Linked DNA regions of Mus musculus: regions 1, 2, 4, 5 and 6 are each linked to region 3. A link is a contact called in public Hi-C, HiChIP or PLAC-seq and promoter capture Hi-C data. All regions are on one chromosome and are shown on one strand. Each heading gives the region's core, a stretch centred on a gene start, on an enhancer-like site or on the middle of the called end of the contact. The rest is flanking DNA. Distances are from core to core; before and after follow the strand shown.

Evidence for each region. Promoter capture Hi-C pulls out the DNA fragments that hold promoters and counts their contacts. Hi-C and Micro-C count contacts between places; a contact is called where the count stands out from the background. HiChIP or PLAC-seq counts read pairs in DNA pulled down with a chosen protein or histone mark.
Region 1: a contact with region 3 is called in a Hi-C map of liver, with 4 times the contacts expected there. The contact joins the promoter of Fmo3 here to the promoter of F5 in region 3. A contact is called at or near these places in 3 of 39 promoter capture datasets (cranial neural crest, embryonic stem cells and liver) and 1 of 484 Hi-C or Micro-C datasets (liver).
Region 2: a contact with region 3 is called in a promoter capture Hi-C map of liver, with 2.9 times the contacts expected there. The contact joins the promoter of Fmo4 here to the promoter of F5 in region 3. A contact is called at or near these places in 4 of 39 promoter capture datasets (the 3T3-L1 cell line, liver and maxillary cranial neural crest) and 1 of 9 other capture datasets (adipose tissue).
Region 4: a contact with region 3 is called in a promoter capture Hi-C map of the C10 cell line, with 2.7 times the contacts expected there. The contact joins the promoter of Sft2d2 here to the promoter of F5 in region 3. A contact is called at or near these places in 8 of 39 promoter capture datasets (the 3T3-L1 cell line, 3T3-L1-derived adipocytes, the C10 cell line and 3 more), 3 of 484 Hi-C or Micro-C datasets (B cells, CD4 T cells and Th1 cells) and 4 of 115 datasets of contacts at active chromatin or transcription factors (astrocytes, large pre-B cells, regulatory T cell precursor and 1 more).
Region 5: a contact with region 3 is called in a promoter capture Hi-C map of liver, with 4 times the contacts expected there. The contact joins the promoter of Fmo2 here to the promoter of F5 in region 3. A contact is called at or near these places in 8 of 39 promoter capture datasets (cranial neural crest, embryonic stem cells, frontonasal cranial neural crest and 4 more), 1 of 15 datasets of contacts at CTCF or cohesin (embryonic stem cells), 6 of 484 Hi-C or Micro-C datasets (MC3T3-E1-derived osteoblasts, cardiomyocytes, cortical neurons and 3 more) and 1 of 9 other capture datasets (adipose tissue).
Region 6: a contact with region 3 is called in an H3K4me3 HiChIP or PLAC-seq map of pro-B cells, with 5 times the contacts expected there. The contact joins the promoter of Tiprl here to the promoter of F5 in region 3. A contact is called at or near these places in 1 of 15 datasets of contacts at CTCF or cohesin (large pre-B cells), 1 of 484 Hi-C or Micro-C datasets (B cells), 4 of 115 datasets of contacts at active chromatin or transcription factors (large pre-B cells, pancreatic cancer cells, pro-B cells and 1 more) and 1 of 9 other capture datasets (liver).

What each region holds. Positions count from the first base shown.
Region 1 is chr1:162,983,278-162,985,977 of GRCm38.p6, reverse strand. Fmo3 (flavin containing monooxygenase 3) reads left to right here and starts at 1,450. Exons shown (of 9, transcript NM_008030.2): 1 at 1,450-1,507.
Region 2 is chr1:162,811,186-162,813,885 of GRCm38.p6, reverse strand. It overlaps Fmo4 (flavin containing monooxygenase 4), which reads left to right and starts at 1,337. Exons shown (of 9, transcript NM_144878.1): 1 at 1,337-1,357.
Region 3 is chr1:164,150,480-164,153,179 of GRCm38.p6, reverse strand. F5 (coagulation factor V) reads right to left here and starts at 1,345. Exons shown (of 25, transcript NM_007976.3): 1 at 1,060-1,345. The coding sequence starts at 1,217. It overlaps Gm16548 (predicted gene 16548), which reads left to right and starts at 963. Exons shown (of 3, transcript NR_037987.1): 1 at 963-1,321.
Region 4 is chr1:165,192,993-165,195,692 of GRCm38.p6, reverse strand. It overlaps Sft2d2 (SFT2 domain containing 2), which reads left to right and starts at 1,260. Exons shown (of 8, transcript NM_145512.4): 1 at 1,260-1,453. The coding sequence starts at 1,391.
Region 5 is chr1:162,897,339-162,900,038 of GRCm38.p6, reverse strand. Fmo2 (flavin containing monooxygenase 2) reads left to right here and starts at 1,281. Exons shown (of 9, transcript NM_018881.4): 1 at 1,281-1,367; 2 at 1,728-1,865. The coding sequence starts at 1,734.
Region 6 is chr1:165,235,683-165,238,382 of GRCm38.p6, reverse strand. Tiprl (TIP41, TOR signalling pathway regulator-like (S. cerevisiae)) reads left to right here and starts at 1,425. Exons shown (of 7, transcript NM_145513.4): 1 at 1,425-1,653. The coding sequence starts at 1,550.

The sequences.
Region 1 (2,700 bases), core at 201-2,700, 1.2 Mb after region 3:
AGAGTGATGCACAGCTAGTCTTCCAGTCATAGGCACGGTGCACATTTTAAAACACATTTTAACAAACTATTTTAACTGAAATGAGATGTGGACATCTCTACCTTTCCATGCAATTAATCTCCCTTTGGAAGCAAGTGCTTTCTCTAAAAGTCTGGCATGTTCAGAAATGGTTATTATTCTGCATTCAGCTAATTTTTTTAACATGACCCAACACTGCCCATATGTCCATTTTTTCTATCCATGCCAACCTTTGTATAAATTCTCTGCTCACCGTCCCGGTGCTACCTCCTATCCTGGACTGTGAGGCAGTCTATGACTATGCTCACACTGGTGGCTCTTTTGGAAAGTACATATTCAACACACTAAGTCTCAATGTTTTTCAGACATCTAAATATTTGAGTAAAACAGACAATGATATGTGCATTAGATTACTGACAGAAAACAAAGCTTGTAAAGTTACTTTTTAAAAAGGCTTTGGTTAAACACTTTCAAGTGCTTGTTTGTTTTCCACTGCTTTCTGAAGGGCTGGGCTTGGCTCTGCTGGCTTCTTGGTTCCTTATGTAGAATACTCTCCTGTGGCTATAACCACATGTCCCTATCCTGCTTTATCCAAGTGTCAGGCAGCTTTGGATGCTGACACCTATGTCTGTCTGTAGACAGAGAGGTTGACCAGTGGAAATAAAAGCTCAATGATCGTCCTGAACACTGGGTACAGCCTCCTGCCAGGTCTCTTGCCTTCTGAGCAGAGGGAGACTTCCCCTGGAGGGCTATTAGGAGGGTGAATTGTGTTGGCAAGAGGCAACAAACTCTTTCCATTGGAATTCCTTTAAAATGCAGTTGCAAGCTATAACTTTAAAGCTGCTGAAGGATGTCTCACAGAAGACCCACACCACCCTCAGTGTGATGCATCTGAATAAGACAGTTTTTCTAAATTAGCAGTGAGCCCATGACCAGATCCAACCTGCTTGTTATATCTGTGACTAGCAATCCTGGGATTTTGTTTGTTTGTTTGTTTGTTTGTTTTGGCTGGTTGGTTATTGGTTTGGGGTTTCTTTTTCATAGAACAGAAATGCCATCTTTGCTACAATCAAATTGTGATTAATATACAATAGGATTTTGAAGGACACCACGGGCTACCACAAAAGACCTACAAAAAATAAACTTTAGGATTGCACAGAAAAAAATAGAAACTAGAACCTTAGCAATCTGGAGAGTCTGCCACCACTAAAGCGAGGGCCAAAGAGTGAAACTGGAGGTTACTAACTACTGCTAACAGGAAAGCAGGTCTGAGTGGCCAGAGAGGTGGCCCACAGACCAGCACATCACAGGAGCTGGGGCATGTGCTTGCTTGCTACAGGATGGAGGATTATCCCTTTAAGATAAGCTCCTCCCTGTTCCAATGACTCTCCTGCACACACAAACATATAAGGTGCACAACATTTTCCTTTTCAGAGTCCCCAGAAGACTAGGGGTTTAAACACAGAGAAGAAAGGAAGACAAAGAAAAGGTAAAATAAAAAATCTATTGTGAAGGGCTGAGGGAGGGAAAGTCTTGTGGGTGAATGGGAAAGCAACATAGAGGAGGGCCAGGTGGATGAATGGACTTGGATGGATCTACATTTAGTGTGGCTGGAATGAACATATCATGTCATTCAGCAAATTGTCAGGTTTTTCTTTTTCCTGGGAATTATACAACATGATTCGCATCATCTAAGTCTTTCCTTTGCAGAGCTAAGGAATTTTACCTAAAAAAAAGTGTAGAAAGGTAGTGGTAAAACATAAGGATAGGAAAATATTAGGAACATACTTCTCTCTAAGAATGAGGTTGAGAATGGGTAAGAGTGGGAAGGAGTTGTTTGAAGACAATGATTTGATTTTTGTTAAAGAAGGAAAAAGAGTAGCCTTCTGAAATAGTGAGATATAGATGTTACCAGTCTTGTGTTAAATAAAATAAATATAGGTATACATATATTCTATATATGTGTGTGTTACATATATGTATGTGCATGTATATACATGTGTATACATGTGTGTGTTTTACCTATGAAGATTCAAGTACCCAAGAACCAATAGTGTAGCTAGGCCTATGAAGGCTGCATCTATATTGACTACACACAGGCTTCTTTTCTTCCCCCTCTTGATACTATTCTTTAAGTGATACAGCTAAGGAAGTATTTCTACAGAATTGATAATATTATCAATTATAAGTAATGAGTTATAAATAATGCAGAGATGAATTGAAAGATACAGGGAAATTTCATGCATTTGACAAAAATACTAGACTGTTTATAGAAGGGATTTGAATGTCTGCAGATGACCATGAAACCTACCCTCTCACACAGAGAGACCATCAAACATCTATACCTATAGTTGGGTTTGCTTTATTCACATATAAACAATTGTGTGGAGGTGCGTGTGTATATCTTAACTGTGAATGTGTGTCATGGATAAGTATTTGCATACCTTAGTTGTGAATCTCTTAATTTTGGTAGCTGACTGAAAATAGAATACTTAATACACTTTGCTTTCACCTGCCCCTGCACATGTGTGGACATGCCTCCCCCCTACACAGAGACACACACCAAAAAAACAAACTTTTTAAACATGAGTTTGTGAAAGGTAGTATTTGTAATTCAGATCACAAATCTCAAAGTTGCAGGTGACTTTGTTCAACTGCTCTTCTGCCAAGTTTCAGAAAAGT
Region 2 (2,700 bases), core at 88-2,587, 1.3 Mb after region 3:
TAGCCTGGCAGAAGAAGCCACCGGTTTTTGTGTTAAACTGAGAGTTTGACCAAAGTCAGCAAAGTGAGCACTGTTTCCACTTCAGGACAAGGCTCTGAGACTGAAACTTCTTCCTTGTGTTCTATAAAACAAACTCCACCTTTGACCTCTCACCTTTGGCTTCTCACCTGATCAGTGCTTGCAAGGTAAGTGCCCTGGATTTTTTCCCCCTTCAAGAGGAAACTTCCCTAGAAACTGCTCTTGGGAAGGTGAACAGAAAGTGTGTTTTTGCGGAAGGCATGTGATTAGCTTCTGAAGCCCGTTGACTAAGGTAAGAGCAATAGGGTTAAAGGAGATAGAAAGCGGAACAAAGTTGGAGCAGACTATCCAAAGGAAAGACCCCCGTGTCGGTCACACACAGTTGTCCAGCGGGTCCCACTCTGATCTTAGAATGATACAAAACCACAGCTCCGTGGTGATAAGGTGGATTAATTAGTACATCACCAAATGGCAACCTCCCAGAAATCCTAGCTGTGTCGTTCCATATGTTGGAAGAGTTTACTGACTGATAAGGTTTGAGGTGGGGTTTGGTTGTTGTACAAAGGTCCAAGTTCAGAAACTCTGGTCTCCTTTCTAGCCAGAGGGCAATGCAGTATTTCTCACATTTTAGCGTTCCTTAGAATTGACAGAGGTAGCACCTTTCTTAGGCCTTCAAGTTTTAATTCAGAGCTGGATTTTGCTTGACTGTTTGTTGAATTGGGGGAGGGGGTTGTTTTCATTGTTGTCTGAGGGTTTTGCAGCTTTTTCCCCCCTTTCTTTTTTGTGGATTTGTTTTTATTTTATGAGTTATTTGGTCTCAGATGAAAAACTTTCAAACTTGAGTTGGGGGGGGGGCACTTTAAGGTGTTTTCAGGAATTTTGGCCAAGGTGACATACCTGGCTAGAGGCAGAAACAGGAGTAGGTTCAGTTCTCTCTGTTTTCATCTTGCTTATAACCTTCTCTTACTAACATAAACCACATTTTCAAATTGCTATCACCATCAGAGGATCATGGTACTTAAAGACTAATATTGAAGTGTACAGATGTGTTTCTATTGCCAGCATTACTAATCCTGAAACCAATGGTAGAGTCCAGTACTCCATAGTCTACTCTAGAATAGGCTCAATAGTGAATGAATTCCTTTGCTGTCAGTCTATCCCACTAACGTACTTTCCACTTTATCAGTTTAACTAACTCCTGTGTCGTTTCAAAGACAGGGCATGACGGAGATCTGACAACTTCTGACCTTCATCCAGAAATTCAAGAGTTCTTCACGGTGAAGGCCATTTGTCCCTGGTTAAACACCACCCCATATTCACAACTCAAGGGAACTCACAGGTATGTTTGCCATGTTGTCTAGAGGAACTGTCCCTCTTAGGAACAGAGGGTGGAAGGATGAACAGTGAGTCTTTTGTTCTGGGTCCTTTTATGTAAGTATATTGTTTACACAGTCCATTAACACAGGTAGCTTTCATATTTTACCAGTGGTACACCTGAGAGTGTTTTGGTTGGGTTGTTGTTGTTATGTTGATGTTTTGTTGGGTATTTTGTAGTAGGTCTAATAACTTCTCAATAACTGTTGTAGTCACTGTTGCTGTGAAGAGACAACATGTTCAAGCTGACTCTTATGAGAAACATTTAGTTTAGTTGAAGTTCATTATTCTTAATAAGTTCCATTATTATCATGGTAGGAAGCATGGTAATAGACAGGCAGTAGATTGGAGCTACTTCCTGATCCACAAACAGAGAGACTCTGGGCTCAGCATGAGTTTTTGAAAACTCAAAGCCCACCTCCAGTGACATTCTTCCTTCAATAAGGCCTTATCTTTCTTTTTTTTTAAATATTTTTAAAATATTTTTTACTATGTATTTTCCTCAATTACATTTCCAATGCTATCCCAAAAGTCCCCCATACCCTCCCCCCCCCCTCCCCTACCCACCCATTCCCACTTTTTGGCCCTGGCGTTCCCCTGTACTGGGGCATATATATAAAGTTTGCGTGTCCAATGGGCCTCTCTTTCCAGTGATGGCTGACTAGGCCATCTTTTGATACATATGCAGCTAGAGTCAAGAGCTCCAGGGTACTGGTTAGTTCATAATGTTGTTGCATCTACAGGGTTGCAGATCTCTTTAGCTCCTTGGATACTTTCTCTAGCTCCTCCATTGGGGGCCCTGTGATCCATGCCATATCCAGGGATCCATCCCATAATCAGCCTCCAAACGATGACACCATTGCATACACTAGCAAGTGTTTGCTGAAAGGACCCTGATATAGCTGTCTCTTGTGAGACTAGGCCGGGGCCTAGCAAACACAGAAGTGGATGCTCACAGTCAGCTATTGGATAGGCCTTATCTTTCTAATCTTTTCAAATAGTTCCACTCCCTGGCAACTAAACACATATGAACCTGTGGGTCCATTCTCATTCAGTAGGAAAGTTTGAAGTGTCCAGTCTCCTTCTCCCAAATGAACTCAGCTGGAATGGAAGCGGTAACAGCTTTGGAAATACACAGTAAGCCAGGTACAGAGACCCTCAACCTCACAGACAGATGAACAGCAGTAAGTTTGGAACAGGAAGCCCTGAGAAAAGGGACAGAGAGAGCCTCAATGATCGGGTCACAGGATGTCTGAAGCCCTCAGCTCAGCAGCACACACCCATGCTGCCTCAAATGCCAAAAGTGCA
Region 3 (2,700 bases), core at 96-2,595:
GAACCAACAACAGCAAACTCAAAGGCTGATTATTCATTTATACTAAAACATTACACATTGCTTTCAAGATATTACATTATTTTCTTTGGCTGATTGCTTTGGTTTTGCAATTGTAAAAGAGGAACACATCTTTCACAATCACTTAAACTTTGATGTCAACTAAAAGGGAAAAAAATGCGTCAACCAGTAAGCGAGGCTTAGCATTTAAAATAAAAACACTCGTGGTCGCAAGTGCTACGTAGAATCTATGACTTGGGTAACTGCAGGCAGGTTAGCAAAATATATTCTGCAACTCAAAGTTAGGTTTGATATTATTTAAGCCTCCTCTTAGTTAGACATGCCTTTGAATGACTACCTTATGTGCTCACTAACATGGGTAATAATCAGGGCAGACCAAAATACCCAGGATAAGTCATATTCCAGGAAGTAACTCAAAATGAGAGGAAAAAATGAAGCCACATTAGGTAGCCAGGGGTAAGTCTAGGAAAAGTGAAAATACAAGTGTGCCTTCCCTTCCCTCTGAACCCACAGTGAAAATCGTTTATAGGAAGGCAACAAAATCTCCTTATAATGAAGTACATGGTGACAGCTTTGACATCTTTTTCTTTAGAAGATGAACTTGTGTTTAACAGGAATAAATATTATATAACTAGAAGGTCCTTTTTCTTTTTTTTAAGCAGACTGTCAAAAGGCTTAAGCCGAATGCACAGGAAGGGCTAAGAGGGCTGTGGAGGTGTGTCCTTTCAACCCATCAATACACTAAACTAACAAACGTGGGGGGAAAACAGATTAGGGATTGCACCTGGAAAGAAAGCCACAGCTAACCATTCACATTGAAATTTCCACATCCTCAAAATGATAAATTATGTCCATAGAGACAAAATTACACCCACACAACATTAGTCTCTCTCTCTCTCTCTCTCTCTCTCTCTCTCTCTCTCTCTCCTCCTCCTCCTCTTCCTTTTCCTTTTCCTCCTCCTCCCAGCCCACCCCCACCCCTTGCAACTATAATAGATTTTCTTCCTTGAAGAAGCCCACCTGGATTTCACCCCCAGTTACCTTGGATCTGTGGGCTCAGGATGATAGTTCCAGAGGATCCCCTGAGCTGCCACATAGAACTGCCTTAGTTGCGCGGCCTCTGCCTGGTGGCTGCCCCAGCCCGCCCAGCGGGTTCCCAGAACCACCAGGAGGAAGAAGCACGGGCAGACTAGGAGCATGGCCCTTGTCCTGCCGCGCGCTGCCACCACCGACAGTGCTCAGTGCTCTGTCCCTGTTGCGCGCTGATCTGTCTCCCTGGAGGACTAAGAAGCTGCAGGGCACAGTGAGTGTCCCTGTCCCCTGTGGTGGCTGTCTAACCCTACCTCCCTCTATGCCTAGTGTAGGCAGGGGCTTGTTGAGGTCACTCCCCCCTGTGGCCACAGGCATTTACTAGAGAGAATGCCAGACAAGGAATGTAGAGGGAAAGGAAGGGCAAGCCTGCTGGAGGTTATGGCTCTGGAGCAGTGCCCAAGGGTCTCCGCCCCATCACAAAGCAGCATTTCCCCCACTTCAACGTAGGTGGGAGCAGCAATCCCACTTAACCTGCGCGGGTGGAGGTGGGGGGATGGGGTAGGGGTTCAAAGTTTAGGCTTGTCAGCTGATTTCTGCAAGCCTTAGTAAGACCCAACACCCATCCTCAGATCCCAGGAAAATGGCACTGCACAGTAACCAGAAAACAGCCTCAGGACAGGTCCACCAACAGGTTAGCAGTCTGAATCTCTTAGGACAGACCGCTTGGTAAGGGCTTGTCACCAGCTCAAGTGTAGCCGAGACCAGGGTTTAGAGAACTCATTTGAGATAGTCAGTAGCTGTGTGGTCTGGGGCCAACTATGTCTTTAGAAATACTTTTGACATCTGTAAAATAAGAATGGCAATTCTAGTTTTCCTTGATCTTATTATTGGGAGGGGACAAACTGTTGTAAACTGGACAGTCCCCAGGGCCTAGGTAGCTACAGTCTATGATCTTGTCTTTGCTCGTTCTCCTGTATCCTTGGCATGGTGTTTTAGATTTTATTTTTCTGTTGGTGGCAAAGCTGAGAATTATGCCTGAATCAGCAGGATGGCCTGCCCTGAATTCTCCAGAACTTTGTCTCTGCTCAGACTTTCTGCTTCCAGCACATCCAGTAAATTGTGATCTGGTACCATCCAGGTTCCGCAGCAGCCTCTCCCTCTCCCTCCCCCTGCCCCACCCCTCCCCCTTCCCTTCCTTCTCCCCTCCCCCCAACTCCTGCTTCTGTTTCTTTGCTGATCACATCACTGATATTCTTCAGTCAGTTTATAATGCCCCTTCTTGAGTCAGGCATGATGGCACATGCCTGTAATCCCAGCACACGAGGGCTAGAAGCAGGGGAATGTGAGTTTGAGGCCTGAGATCAGCCTAAGCTACGCAGTGAGACCATGTACTGAAAAGTAATTAATTAGCAGATGTGTGCACACATAACTACACTAGGAAGAATGCTCACACGGATTTCCTTCCCTTTCTGCTTCCCTGCTCTTTAAAGTCAGAATTTCTGCCATTGTCTCTGATTCTGGGTTCCAGTTGACTTTTCCGTTTCATGAACTTAATCTGCTCAGATTATATACTCCTTTTGCTAACCTTTCATTAGGTTTTCAAGATGCCCTTGTATCTGTGGCTAGATTATGATCTATTCAAGAGCAGGG
Region 4 (2,700 bases), core at 11-2,510, 1.0 Mb before region 3:
CTACTCCAACAAGACCACACCTCCTAGTAGTACCATTCCCTATGGGCCAAGTGTTTACACATGAGCCTGTGGGGGCCAGTTCTATCACCTCACCACAGGTGGCTGGAAAAGCCATCAGGCTAGGAGAGAACAAGGACAGCTTCTACTAAATGCTATTTAAATTCCCCTCTGCTCCAGACCTGTCTATACAGTCATGCTTGCTTTCCACAGTCACGTTTGGAAGCCATTGTGCTCACTCTACAGAGGAAATCAGCTGGGGACCAGAAAGGCTAAGGAGCTTCTAGCTCAAGGCCTCCTAAGTGGCAAATGACAGAGCTAGAGTGGATCTTTCAGGACACAGCCTTTGCACTGTGCTCTGATGTTTGACGTCTTACAGAGAGGTGTAAGGACTCACTGGAAAATGTGGCAGGTAAGAGGAGTCCCTGCAGAGGCAGCAGCAGCTGGTCTTATGTTTTTATGTTTTTATACAAGTGAAGAAGGACGCTGGAGACCTCACATGAAAATATGTGGGAGGTAAAGTGACCTAGGGGGTGTTTCTGAAGTTCCTCTGTGGTCTCCTTTCCCTTTTTTGGGAAGCAGGGACAGTGGTGGAAACTGAACCCAAAGCCTTGCATATGCTAGGCAAGCATTCTCTCACTGAGCTACACCTTGGTCTCAGTGCCTTTTCTGAACTAGTTTAATCTTAACATAGGTGTTCCAGATATCTCTGGCCACCAGTGTGCAAGGTGAGCAAATTTCTGTCCTGTCTGGAAGAGCCCATGACTTCATATGGATTCTGCTTCATAGCCTCAGTAGTGCTGCAGACTGATTGAAGTAAAGCATTTACCAAACACGAAAATATTGATTCTTCTCACCACTTGCCATCTGTTCAGGTGTTGCCCAAGTCATATCTCCCGAGCCATTTCCCCTAGGGATGACGTAGGAATTGCTGCTTTTAAGAATACACAGGGTTGTACTGCTCCAGCCTGTTGCACACTGATTTGTTCTACTTAACGTGGGAAATATATATTTTTATAGATCTGCGGTGTACAACCACCAGCGGATTAACTTCAGCATCCATGGGTAAGTTTGCGAAAGGCCTGCGTTGTTCCAGGCCCTGGCACATGGTGGTGCTGGGCGCTGGAACGAATCCGTGAAGCCCGGGCGCGCAGCCAGCTTCCGGGTTAGGTATCGCCTGGCCGACTTCACCCCGACTCTCTCGGCCCCGCCCCGGGTGACCCCAAGGAGCTCGTTCAGGGGGCGTGGCTGGCGCGGGGCATGCCGGGCGGGCAGGTGGGCAGGTGCCTGGGCGGGGCGCGCCGTGGTTGGCAGCGGGCGGAGGGGCGGCGGCTGCGCACCCCGAAGAGTGGTAGGCGGAGCGAACGCCAAAGGCGGCGGTCGGGACCCTGACATGGACAAGCTGAAGAAAGTTCTGAGCGGCCAGGACACCGAGGACCGCAGCGGTCTGTCCGAGGTGCGTGCACCGGGGGAGTTGGCATTTCTTGGACAGCTGCCCTGCTGTCCTCCGGCCCGCCGCGCCGAGCTCTGCCGGGACACAGCCACAGGTGGCAGCGCGAGCTTTGTGGAAGGCGTGGCTCCCGAACCCTCTCCAACCTTCCCTCCGAAGGGCTTGAGGCTCTGAAGCAAGACCTCAGAAATCTGTGGAGTGGGAGTGTGGATCCCGGGGCCTCCTGGAATCCGGGCCCCGAGCCCCATCCCAGCCGGACCGGCCAGGGAGAGAGAGCCCTTTGGAGTTGGGCGAGGCCGGCGGCCTTCGTGGAAGGATCCACCGCCGGATCGCGGACTAGTTTAGGTTGTGGGGTGTGAGAGCCAGACCTTATGCGTTCTGCTTTGTAATTGTAAAACTCCGTGAACGCCTGATAACAGGGACTTACCAGGTCTCCGAATCTCCAGGGCTACTTTCTAAACTATAGATTCTCACCACGCTCGGAGACTGCCAGTGTGTTTGTTTTGTTAGTAGGGCTTTGATGGCTCTGAAACTTGACCACAAAAGTCCTGTGCTCCAGAGCCACTCAGAATGTCATATTTTGGGTGCTTTGGAAGTTTGTTTACATTTCCTTTCTTGATTGAAGACAGAATTACGTTTTACTTGATGTATCCTTAGCCCCGGTTTCCCCTTCTGAGAAAGAAGGGTGTTGAACGAGATGCAATAGCCCCTTTTCCTTGGAAATTGGAGTTCCTCTTTAGTGTTTACTTGACTTTCTTGTGGTTTCCCCAACATTCTGCGCTCACTTCTGTGGTTGATTTTGTTCTGAGTTTTGTCTTTGCAAAAAAACAAAACAAAACACAACTGCATCTCAAAGAGAATAAATTATTTTGAAGCCAAATACGAGTGACCATGGCCCCAGGACAGATTCAGGTTTCTGCAAACTCAGTGTTCCAACATGATAACAGTTTGATAAGTTCTTAGAGTAACAGAACAAATTAACAAATTAAGGTACTTTTCAGAAGCATTAGTGGAAGCGGTAAGCAGGCAGTTAGGGCAGTGTGGAGGAATCTCAGCTGTGGCTCCCAGAGGCTGCCTGATAGCATTCGAAAACCTTGTTAAGATAATAAATTCCAAGGTGTTTTTCCCTAGCAGTTTCCGGGAGGTTAGTCACTGTTACATCAGACACAGGTGGGCAAGAAAGAACTGCTTCCTGGGGACTAAAGATAACCCAAGGGCAGTTGCAATTAGGCTCAGTAGCTGCAACTTTCCAA
Region 5 (2,700 bases), core at 32-2,531, 1.3 Mb after region 3:
AGAAGCCTCGATGCCCCAGTGTAAGGGAATGCCAGGATAGAGAAGCGGGAGTGGGTGGGTTGGTAAGCAGTAAGAGAGGGGATGGGATAGGGGATTTCCGGGAGTGGGGGACCAGGGAAGGGGATAACATTTGAAATGTAAGAAAATATCTAATAAAAATTTTAAAAAGAGGTTTTTTATGTATTTTTTAAAATTAGGTATTTTCTTCATTTACATTTCAAGTCCCCCATACCCTCCCTCCCCCACTCCCTTACCCACCCACTCCCACTTCTTGGCCCTGGCGTTCCCCTGTACAGAGGCATATAAAGTTTGCACGACCAATGGGCCTCTCTTTCCAATGATGGCCAACTAGGCCATCTTCTGATACATATGCAGCTAGAGACACGAGCTCCGGGGGGGTACTGGTTAGTTCATATTGTTGTTCCACCTATAGGGTTGCAGATCCTAGCTCCTTGGGTGCTTTCTCTAGCTCCTCCATTGGGGGCCCTGTGATCCATCCAATAGCTGACTGTGAGCATCCACTTCTGTGTTTGCTAGGCCCCGGCATAATCTCACAAGAGATAGCTATCTCAGGGTCCTTTCAGCAAAATCTTGCTAGTGTATGCAATGGCGTCAGCGTTTGGAGGCTGATTATGGGGTGGATCCCTGGATATGGCAGTCTCTAGGTGGTCCATCCTTTCTTCTCAGCTCCAAACTTTGGCTCTGTAACTCCTTCCATGGGTGTTTTGTTCCCAAGAGGTTTTAATGTGTCAGTGAGGTAGCTTAGTGGGTAAAGACCCTTTCAGTCAGCCTGGTTTGAGTTGATCCCAGGGACCCACGGTAAAAGGAGAAAATCCATTCCTCCATATTGTCCTCTGACCTCCAAATGTGCACTGTAGCAATGCCCTCTGAAATAAATAAAACTGTAATCAAATGTAGAAAGAAAACCCTCATGTTTTCTGGCCTCCACCTCCATGCAGAAGTGGGTGCATGGACATATATACACATATATAATAGATGGAATAAGTTGCCAAATGTCAATGGTGTTTGTTGTAGGTATCTCTGAATGGTGATGGTAGGGGTGGATTTAATTTCTTTTTATTTATCTACTCTTTTCAATTTGCTAATGCACATTTTCTACACTGATGATAAACGTAATTATTTAGACCATCCGAATGCTATGTGTTCAGTGTTCCCGACCTTAAGAAGTGCATCTCTTGCTTAATTTCAATACTGATGAAGTCCTTAGAGGTTTAGCTGGCTGAGCGAACAAGCTCCTCCCACTTCTCACAGCCTCCTCCATCTCTTAAATACTCCCATCTCTCCGCACACAACCCTCAGGGGGAACTCTTCTGCCAAGAGGACAGTGCTAAGAAGCACAAATAAAGGTAAGGATGAGGGCTGGGGACAAAAGCTGAGGAGGAAGTTCTCGGGACGCCAGAGAACACAACCAGCTTTGGCTCACAACCCTGGGACTGCTTTGTTGAATAACTTGGCTTGCTCAACGGGATTCCTTTTTAATATTAAGCCAGGACTTTGTAAACACGTTTACAATGAAGGTCATATGACCAGACAAGTTTCTCTGAAGGGGAGGAAGGGTGAAGATTTGGTTAGTGAGGCATTTTATTCAATTAGTGCTGCGTATTAAACTACCACCCATCCTGTGGTAAGTCAGTTACCTGACCACAGGGCAGGATCCTCTTACCTTTGTCCTTGCTAAGCAGTAATGACTGATCAACTATTGACAGGAGACAATGGCAAAGAAGGTTGTGGTGATTGGAGCAGGGGTCAGTGGCCTAATCTCTCTGAAGTGCTGCGTGGACGAGGGTCTGGAGCCCACCTGCTTCGAAAGGACTGAAGATATAGGGGGACTGTGGAGATTCAAAGTAAGTGAGACCTTTCTTACCTCAGAATAGGTCACGCTGAGATCGCCAAGAAGGCTGTTGGGCCTTATTGAAAGATATCTTAAGCAGCTCTGATCCAATTTTATTTTTATTTACTTATGCAGCTAACCAGGAAATGAACTCAGGCTGGCATCTCTCCCAGGTCAATGCTGTGCCAACCTGTGTGATCAATCCAGGGATGTAGGGAACCTTCTCTTTAAAATCCAGCTAAAGCAAAACAGCCCGTGTTTTTATCATTGTCCGACAAGCCAGCTAGGTAATATGCTAATATTAGGGAGCACTTTATAAAATAGAAGTAAACAGAATTATATTTATGTCATCACCTTTAATCATTGAGCAAAGTGCTTCTTCAGAGAATGGACCCCTATCACTACTGACTTTATTTTTCTCTGAAAATTAAGCCATGTTTGCCTACTGAGCTTTTCTGGTTATCTGGTTTTCTAGTAAAACCGCTGTGAACCTCTTTATTGTGTATTTTCTATTAAACAAAGTCATTCTATTTACTAGCTGTCATTCAAATTTTTATTAACAGATTCACAGACAACTATAAAGACTTACGGTCTGTGACTGAAACTATTTACGTTCCCACCTCACAGTGGGAGCACATGCCTAGAGCCCCACCACAAAGGAGAGTGAAGCAGGAGGACTAGAAACGTGAAGTCAGCTTGGGCTACATAACAAAACTCTGTCTCAAAAAGAAAAGACATTTTCACACACACACACACATATGAACATTATATATATATATATATATATATATATATATATATATATATAGAGAGAGAGAGAGAGAGAGAGAGAGAGCTTGACAAATGGT
Region 6 (2,700 bases), core at 176-2,675, 1.1 Mb before region 3:
TATGTAGACTAGGCTGTTTTCAAAAATCACAGAGATTCTATACATTTTTTTCTTGGCCTAATGCAGAAAAATTCAAAGGAAGACTTCATATAGTAAGAATGTTGGAGGCTTGGTGAAAAACACACACACACACACACACACACACACACACACACGGCACTTGGGAAGAAGCAGAACAATCAGGAATTCAAGGTCCTCCTTAGCTACAATAGTGAATTGAAGGCTAGCCTAGGCTGGCTGTATGGAACTCTTTCAGAAAGAAAAGAGGATGGATTTCGTTGCATGTAATTTGCTCATTTACCTCCTTATTAGGTCTTCTAGCAGATCTAGATGATGTGAGGTTTACAATGTAACGTCAGTGAAAGGACCCCAGCCTCCTTGGGAAGTGCGTCAGGGGCCAACCTCTGGAGGTCAGTGATGGTAGACAATCCTCCACTATTCGGGATGAACATCTTTATCCTCTGCGGAAGCTGAGACGCCCTACTTTCCGTAGGCAATGGAAATAGAGTAACTATGTAGGAACCAAGGATAGGATGCCAACGGAATGAATTAATCCAGACACCTTGGGCAGGGGAAATTGATGATGGGTTCCTGGGACAGACACACAAACAGAAAATACCTGAGGAGGAAAAGGTTTACTTGGCTTAACACCTTCTGGTAGACAAGGTAGGAATTGAAGCAGAAATCATGCAACAACGCTGCTTAGCGGTTCCAGCGTCGATGAAACAAACACTGAGTGAATAAGAGAGGGGGTGTTGGAATTGAGATGGTGAACAGTTTTGAGATGCTCAAACATTAAACCATCTCATTTTGAGGCAGCTGGGGCCGAAAAGAATCAGTTGTGTTTTACCCAAAGATACACACAGTTGCACTGCAAGCATGGACGGAGCACCGGGCTTTCAGCGTCGTTTCCACTACACCTGTGTGCGGGTAGAAAAGTCTTAAAATATCATAAGGATAATTTGACGTTTCTTTCGTGGTACAAAGAATCAAACACAGGGCGTCGGCGGTTTGCACGGTAAGAAAGTGGGGCTCTTCCACTGGGATTCAAGGTGGAGGAGCTACTATTTGTCATTGGCTCCAAAGTCGCTGTTGGTGCTGGGCTTCCTGAGCGATAGGGACATTGGGCATGTCCTCTTCACCACGACTCATAAGCACAAGAGGTGATGACACTGCTTGGAGCGGTCTGTAAGGAGGAGGTAAGGCAGTGAAGCACGGGGCTCTGGATCCAGAAAGACAAATTCCCACATTCACTCTGGGGTGACGTCACCCGGAGACTTCAGGGCGGCGCGCCAGAGCGACACCCCCGCGCTCAAGTCCCGCCCCTCAGCGTCTCCACGTAAGACGTGTGTCACCCTGAGCTAGTGGTCCCGGAAGTAAAACCAGGAGGGGCGGAAGAGACGGCGGAAGGGCGGGCCTACGGCGCGGCGGCAGGGGGCGGGGCCGAGATGGTAACGGACGCGCCCAGGAGCCGCGCTGCAGAGAGGGCCATCGTGCGACCGCTGCCGCAGGCGCTTGCTCCGAGTAACCCTGCGGCTCCGCTTCTGCCATGATGATCCACGGCTTTCAGAGCAGCCACCAGGACTTCTCCTTCGGGCCTTGGAAGCTGACGGCGTCCAAGACCCACATCATGAAGTCTGCGGATGTGGAAAAGTGAGGCTGTGGGGCGGGGCCGGGCCGAGCCGAGCCGAGCCGAGCCGAGCCGGGCCAGGTCCGGTTGGTGTCCGGGCTGGGGGTCTGACGGTCTCGGTGCAGCCTCACGCGGTACTTGGGGCCGCAGGCTCGGTCCCTCTGACCGACCGTTGATTGACAACTTCAGTAAATGGTCCTGTTCCCTGCTCGCGGCGACCTCTGCTTGCTGGAACTGTAGCTTCTCAGGGTTGAACTGAGCGCGGCTGTTTTGGTGGACTTCACCTAAACCTCGCCGCTCCTTTTTTTCCTACCTAAGCCTGCGCAACCTTTCTGGGCGCGATGACCTGTTCCCTTGCGGGCAATGACGGAAATGGTATTTATGTTTAGTTTTGAGCTTCTTTGGTTCTGTGGTGTGCTCTTGAGGTTCTGAACATGAACCATTGAGTACCACAGACTTCAGAGGACGTGAGACCGTGTGACGTTACTGTGTGACTGTTTAGGATGAAGATTTCAGGTTTTTTTTTTTTTTTCTTTCCTTCTTTTAGCAAATCAGGTGCTGTGATAAGCACTTGAGATAGGACAGATGAAAGAGAAAGGCCCAAGGAATTCATAGTTTCACGAGAGACCGTTATATTATTGTGTGGTTGGTTAGGATGAAGATGTATACAGGTGTGTGTGCGCGTTAGTGTGTTCGCGCGAGGGTCAGTGCACCTGGGCAGAATCTTGATCAAGTCTGGAGACTGGATGGCCGGGTAAAGCCAGCACTCAGACTGAGATCTGAGGTGTTTGGGGATGCCTATAACTGTATCCTGACAAAGTTTGGGGGGGGGGCGCCCTGGCAGAGTGTTGCCTCCCTCGTCATTGGAGAGTTCTCTGTCTTGCTAAGAAGTTTGAATTTTATATAGTAGTCATCAGGTGTAGTTTTACTCAATATCTACATGCATCGTGGTTGTGTCTGGAAGGTTTCTTGGAGGTGTTGTAGAAGATGGAGGGCTGGAATGCTGGAGAGGAGGCCAGTAAGCAGGAAAGAGATGACAGAAGCTGAGATTCAGTGCTTAAGTTTGGTAG